Regions from separate parts of the Mus musculus genome. Here region 1 is linked to region 2. A link is a contact called in public promoter capture Hi-C data. All regions are on one chromosome and are shown on one strand. Each heading gives the region's core, a stretch centred on a gene start, on an enhancer-like site or on the middle of the called end of the contact. The rest is flanking DNA. Distances are from core to core; before and after follow the strand shown.

Evidence for each region. Promoter capture Hi-C pulls out the DNA fragments that hold promoters and counts their contacts.
Region 1: a contact with region 2 is called in a promoter capture Hi-C map of liver, with 2.8 times the contacts expected there. The contact joins the promoter of Dnajc15 here to the enhancer-like site in region 2. A contact is called at or near these places in 3 of 39 promoter capture datasets (cranial neural crest, hippocampal neurons and liver) and 2 of 115 datasets of contacts at active chromatin or transcription factors (both in embryonic stem cells).

What each region holds. Positions count from the first base shown.
Region 1 is chr14:77,873,337-77,876,370 of GRCm38.p6, reverse strand. Dnajc15 (DnaJ heat shock protein family (Hsp40) member C15) reads left to right here and starts at 1,454. Exons shown (of 6, transcript NM_025384.3): 1 at 1,454-1,573. The coding sequence starts at 1,472.
Region 2 is chr14:77,271,235-77,274,589 of GRCm38.p6, reverse strand. All of the region lies in intron 2 of Enox1 (ecto-NOX disulfide-thiol exchanger 1), which reads right to left. Among named protein-coding and RNA genes, the nearest start is that of Gm41217, 98 kb to the left of the region's middle. Within about 2 kb of position 1,824, at least 16 of the 459 cell types and tissues checked have an H3K27ac peak or open chromatin away from gene starts, as enhancers often do.

The DNA.
Region 1 (3,034 bases), core at 205-2,704, 600 kb before region 2:
TCCCTTAGACTGTAACTCCAAGGACTCGGAGACCTTATTTGTTTACTTGATGCTAAAGGCACAGTCCCCCAGCACTGTACCCAAGACCTGACATATGCTCAATAAATTGAATACACTGAACACATGGATGATGAATGCATGATATGTAGGCTTCAATCCAATTCATTTGGTTTGATCACGAATAATTGTGGATTGGCTTAATAAAGTAATTTATGTAATAAAGCCGTGTTTCTGAAGAGTTCTGAAGTATTTTTAACACATTATTACATATCACCGGCTCAATTCTTGGTGTTTATTTCCATGTGGAATTTGTGACCCCTTTCTTCTTCTAACTAAAACAAACCCCATGCTCCCTACTGACCACATCAGTGGCTGAGCCTCCAAGGAAGCCTTTGTGGCTGTTCTCGTTTCTCTCTGTGAACTCTGACACTGATTTTGCTTTCATTTGTAGCTAATCTAGCATGCTTGCTCGTGCTTTTAGTATATGGTACTAGCATGGTGTTTAATGTAATCTTTCCTTCCTGATTCTAAATTCCTTCAGGCCCTAAGCATGAGAATAATAATATATGGATAAATTAATAGGTTCTTACAACTGGTTTTTTGTTTGTTTGTTTGTATGGTTTGTTTTGTTTTGTTTTTCAAGATAGGGTTTCTCTGTATAGCTCTGGCTGTCCTGGAACTCACTTTGTAGACCAGGCTGGCCTCGAACTCAGAAATCTGCCTGCCTCTGCCTCCTGGGTGCTGGGATTAAAGGCGTGCGCCATCACGCCCAGCTAGGTTCTTACAACTTTTAATGTAAAAAAACAAAACAAAACAAAAAAACCAAACCCCAAAACAAAAAAAAACCTTCTTGTAGGCTGGATTGCAAAGTGTATAAAGGGTAAAACAGCAGCCAACTTGGTACAGGGGTTAGAAAGCGTATTAGCTTCAGTTATTGCCTAATATCTGTTCGAGAAAGCTTGACCTAAACATTAATAATGAAGTTAAGTCTTTATGTATTCAAATTAGTCAAAATCATTTGCTGTGAGCGCAAGTTAGTGGATCATCAGTATCTTCCCAGTGATTTCACTAACATGTGAAATCACATTCATTTCTAGTTGGGAAGGTCAAGCAAGGAAGCCCTCCCTGGCCTTGTTTCTATTCCCAGGCACCATCGCGGTACTTTGGAATCTCTCCCTGCCTGGTTTTAGAGGAAACTCAAGGTAGACCTAAGAAGGCCCCGCCTCTTCAGGCTTGGTTGTTATAGTGGAGGGTGGCACAAACAAACAAACAAGGCTCTGTAAGGGTCTGACCCCGGGCTTTGACAGGGTCAGTTTATCGGAGATGGAATGAGAACCAGATTCTCTGCAGCCAGGTCTCCACTAATAAAACTGAACACCTACTCAGAGCGCGAACTTAACCGGTCCGCACTAATTTGTCCCCGCGGACGCCCCGTAGACAACTCAGTGCGTCCTCGGAGTCCTGCAGTGCCATGGCTACCGGTGGCGGCGTGACCTCCAGAGAGGGGCTGCGCTACGCCGAATACCTGCCTCCTTCTGCCCAAAGGTCGGACGCCGACATCGACCACACAGCGGTGAGTCTGCCGGCCGCCACTGACCTGCACCCCTAAACCCCAAGACCTCCCACTCCCACCCCCTTGCCCGGCTGCCTGTGCCCGGCGTGGTACCTGGCTGTCTCCTCAAAGTGTCACGGACCACAGAACAGGCCCACGGTTATCCAGTGAAGAGACCCATGGGTTCCCCCTGGGCAGAGGGGGCCCGGTGGAGCCAGGAGCCTCCCTTGGGGAAAAGTAGTTAAGAACCAGGGCGCGAAGCTGCGTGAGAACAGTTGGGACCTCTAGCACCCCCAAGTCTGGAGCAACTCAGCCTAGATCCGGGCAGAAAATGCTTGCGATTTATTGAGGCGGCTTCTTTCCTTCCACCTTGTGGTTCCTGAAGATCGAACTCAAGTCAGCCATCACCTCCACTGACCGAGTCACCCCGCTCGTTCACATCTGTAGGAGAGTCTAGAATTCAGGACATAACTTAGGAGGTCTCTTTAACAGCCAGCCTCAGGAATGCTAAATTGTGGGAGTCTTCACCAGTTCACGCCACTGTCCTTTCTATAACAGAAACAAAAACAAAAACAAAACAAAACAAAAAAAAAAACCAACTTTCTTGTGATATCCTGACATGAAATTAAAGTTTCTAAAAATCAATATAATAGTCAAATTGAAACGTAACGGTGAAGTAAATATCTTCTTAGTAATAAGTAGCTGTTTGAATTTGTAAATGCCTTCACGTTATTTATTATATTACAGGCTGCAATGAAGTGATCATATTGCCCTCGCATTGCAGCAGTTGTACATGGGACAGCTACAAATGCCAAGCCGGCAGGATTTTATTTTTTAAAAGGACTCACTGTATTTCCTACGCTGGCCTGGAGCTTACGATTCTCCTGCTTCAGCCTTCTTACTTCCTGGCCTATCAGATATTGGCATCCTGTTGTTATTTAAAAAAATTTTTTTTTTCCCAAAAAAGCAAACACTCTGAGGTAAATTGTTAGAAATGTCTCCTCACTTTGTAGGGTAAGTTCACTTATGGAAAATTAAGCCTGTACTAAAACAGAGTAGAAGTATAAATGGTTGAAAGTTCTTAACAAAACAAAGATGGCCAGAAACTGGTTATTCACCATTTAATGTCACTGGCATCTTGTAACACTTGGAGAGTTAGGGATGGTTTTTTATTCCTGGTTGGCCAGCCTTGCACATGATAGGACTTTTGAAATCGGGAGTCGACCATCCACAAAGTACTCTTCCTCTTAGGCAAACTACTGTGGAAGCTCAAAAGGGCTTCACAGCGTTTTCAGATTGTCCCTGAGGGATCGATGTTGACTGTGTTGAGAATACCTGGTCTAAATCAAACAGTGAGGTAGACGACAAGATTATTAGTAATGACTTTAGGTAACTGAAAATAATGGGAAACTGACAAAAGGGTGTTAGGAAAGGAAAACTTGGCCTTGAGAAGGATCAGCCTGGTTGACAGAGCCAATTCCA
Region 2 (3,355 bases), core at 575-3,074:
AGCAACGTTCATTCTCCCATCACATCTTTTTCCAATGCGCACAGTCCCATCGACTTTGGAGCCAACTCAATGTGAAAGCGGAAGAAAGGCACTAAGGGAGCAAGGTCCATTAGGCCCAATATTGCCTCAATTACTTTAATTCCATTAGTCCTGTTCATATTACTTCTCTAATCAATATCTCTCTGCAGTTATTCATGTTTACCCTTTTTCAAAAATCTCACATAATAGGATTATGGTCTTTTGAGCTCAGGGGCAACACAGCATCATAAATACATTTTTTGAGTTTGTGATTGTCTCCAGGTCTGCAACTGAGAAGGCTCAAACTGAATCAAGTTTTCCAGAGATCATTTCATATTATACTTTTAATTCAATATAGGTGCTTTTACCTGTGGAGTCATTTGTTACTCCGTGTCAGAGACAATTATGTGCGGCTTAATAGCTGAGCATCCTCTTCCTGTGTCTAAACCTTGGGGAAATTCATCTGATTTCCACTTAAACCCACAATCCTTTCTGCACTTACGCCTGCCTTTTGTTCAATGCAGCCCTTCTGCCTCCACTGACAGTTATTCTTCCTGCAAGAGCTGCATATGGATAGTACATTAACCGCTGCATCTTCCCCATGACAGCTAATCAATCATGGTAACAGTCTCACAAATTACAGGAACTCCGTTTCCCTCCGTTCTCTGAGCAGGCATCAGTGCACTGTCTGTTAGACACAAGAAGCTGCTGTTTCAACATAGACAGTCTCCACAGAAGATATCAACCCCCACCCCACCCCTTGGCATGGGGGTATCTTACTGTGCATTTGTAAAAATAGCATGTGACTCAAAGAAGCATGTGAAAATTTTGATGGAGATGTCGTCGAAAGTTATCCTTTAATTCAGAAGGGGTAAAAAAAGAATAATCACTCAGGAGTAAAGTCTCCATAAAACAAAATAGAAATGATGGGAAGTCTCAAAGGACAGGGAGATTTTGAAAATGGAAGCTGAGGGACTAATATAGGAAGCGCTCTATGGGAAACAGCAAGTCTCCCTGAGCACAGGACTTAATAGAGGGACTAACAGTGAGAGGTGGCAGCCTGGGTTACCTTTGGGAACAGTGGATTGAGGGTTATAAAGAAAGAAGACATATGCCCTTATAAACTGTTAGTCTCTTGCAATGTGCAGGATGCATGGAAAGCAACCGCCATGTACATCATGAGATAAGCAGGCAGGCTCATCTCTGTGTTTAAAGGACCTGGCAAGATCTGATTTCCAGCATCCTATAGAGCCTCATCCATTGCCCTCCCCTCTGTAAGCTCCAGGGATATCCTAACAACAGGCAGCATCCCCCCCACCCCCCACCCCCCCACCCCCACCCCGCTCCCTGCAGATCCACCTCCTCGCCTCTGGAATGTTTTTATTCCACGATGCTCATCCACGTGGCAGCATCTTTCCATTCTTCCAATCTCCACTCCTTTATGGTCTTCTCTATAAAAACATTCCCTAACTCCCTCAAGCCAGTTTCACTGGCCTGCGTCCTGTCTGGAAAACATGTGTTGTATATGGCTGCATAACATCGGCGTCTCTTGTGTGACTGCCCGTCGTCGTCTGAATGGTAGCGTGCTTAACATTTTCTCCCAGAGCAATTTTTGGTACATGACAGAAAGGCAGTGCGTAAGTGAATGAATAAAGCAGGGGAAAGGGGGAGTGAGAAAAGCCTCGAAAGAGTCAAGAAGAGGAGGAGGAGATGTGGAAAGGGGAGAGTGGCAAGGGAGTCTGTAAAACACGAATTCCAGGAACTGGACAAACCCTTGTGCTAGCTACACGCAAGAAAGAGCAAGAGATGGAGGAGACTGGCAAACTTCTGAGCTGTCTGAGCTCCCTGCGAGAAGCCCTCCGCTGCTCTTCTCCTCCGTTTTTAATTTTCCAGCTCAGCATCACTTAGTTCATAGATTTTTAAATGAAACAAAGAGGGTGCATGGGAGAGAGACGAACCCACAAAAAGTACCTGCTTTGGTTCCCATTTTTAACGTATTTATGAGCAAAATTTTTCATAAGAAGCTTTGATTAAAAACTTGACGCAAAATATGATGTGTGCCTGACAGCTGGAAGCCTGTCAGGAAGCCAAAGCACTCGTTCTGTCTACAGCACCAGCCTGTCCTACTCAGCAAGTGCAAGACCAGCCAGGGCTACATGAGAGGCCCTACCCCGAAACAAAACACCTGTTTAAATTAGGATACTTTCTGTAATACAATAAATAGCCTTTAAGAGGTTCGTGTTTTAAACTCCACCAAATTAAACATTAACTAAATGAATATAATATATATAAAATATAAAAAATATATAAAATATAAAATATATAAAAAATATAAAAAATACTCAGTTTTTAAAATCTGAGCTATCAACAAATATTAGTATCCCTTGACTGTCCTATGTCCAAGTTCTCACAACTTAGATCAGTGAAACTGAAGAATGCAGAACAGTAGCAAAGACTGGACCATAAAGACAGCTGGGGTTTAAATGCTAGAGGGGCCTAGAGTTTTGTTGCTGGGCTATTTCCATAAGAGAGGAGTACCAAGGCCCACAGGAAGTGACTTAGTTATTAAAAGGAGAACTGCTAGAACCTTGCTGCCTCAGTAGTGCCCAGTGCGGTCCTTCACCACCCAGCTTGTCAGACTAATAACCAGCCTGTACCTACTTACCCCGCTCTGCATGCAGCCACACAGGGCAATCCCACCAGCACCCTGATGGCATCACTAAAGCAAATTTGACTGTTTTCACTTTAAGGAAGCCTTCTAGACATTTCAACCAACCAAACAAGGGAAGTGCGCAAGGAACGCTACGGAAGCCCATAAACCAACGGCAGTAAAGTCTTGAAGAAAGCAGCTGTGGAGGCCAGATGAAGCTGTGCATTCTTCGGTGTCATTTGGTGGGACACATCACATGCACCATAAATAACTATAGTATGATTTACCAACTTCCTAAAGACACACATTGGTAGGGAAGAGGCTAACATGAATCTGTAGTACCATTTCACACTGCACTACCTTCCCCAGCTTCGAAATCCAATTCTGTTGGAACCAAGACTTGCCATGGGGCAGACTCATCCTCATCTTCACCCCGAGGACCATGGAAACTCCCGTGGGCTCGAAATGCCTGCACGGAAGTGGTTCCAATGGGCCCACGGGGTAGGCATTCAGGAACCCTGAGCCTGGATCTGACCTTTCATATCTAGATATGGTCTACCATCTTAAAAACAGGTCCATACAGCGCTCATCCTGAGCATAAGAGAACTCACAGGTCTCCCAACCTGTCCACTCATACCAGAGAGAAAATTCTGCCCCCCAGCCTTCTACTCTTCTCTGCCGGAGACT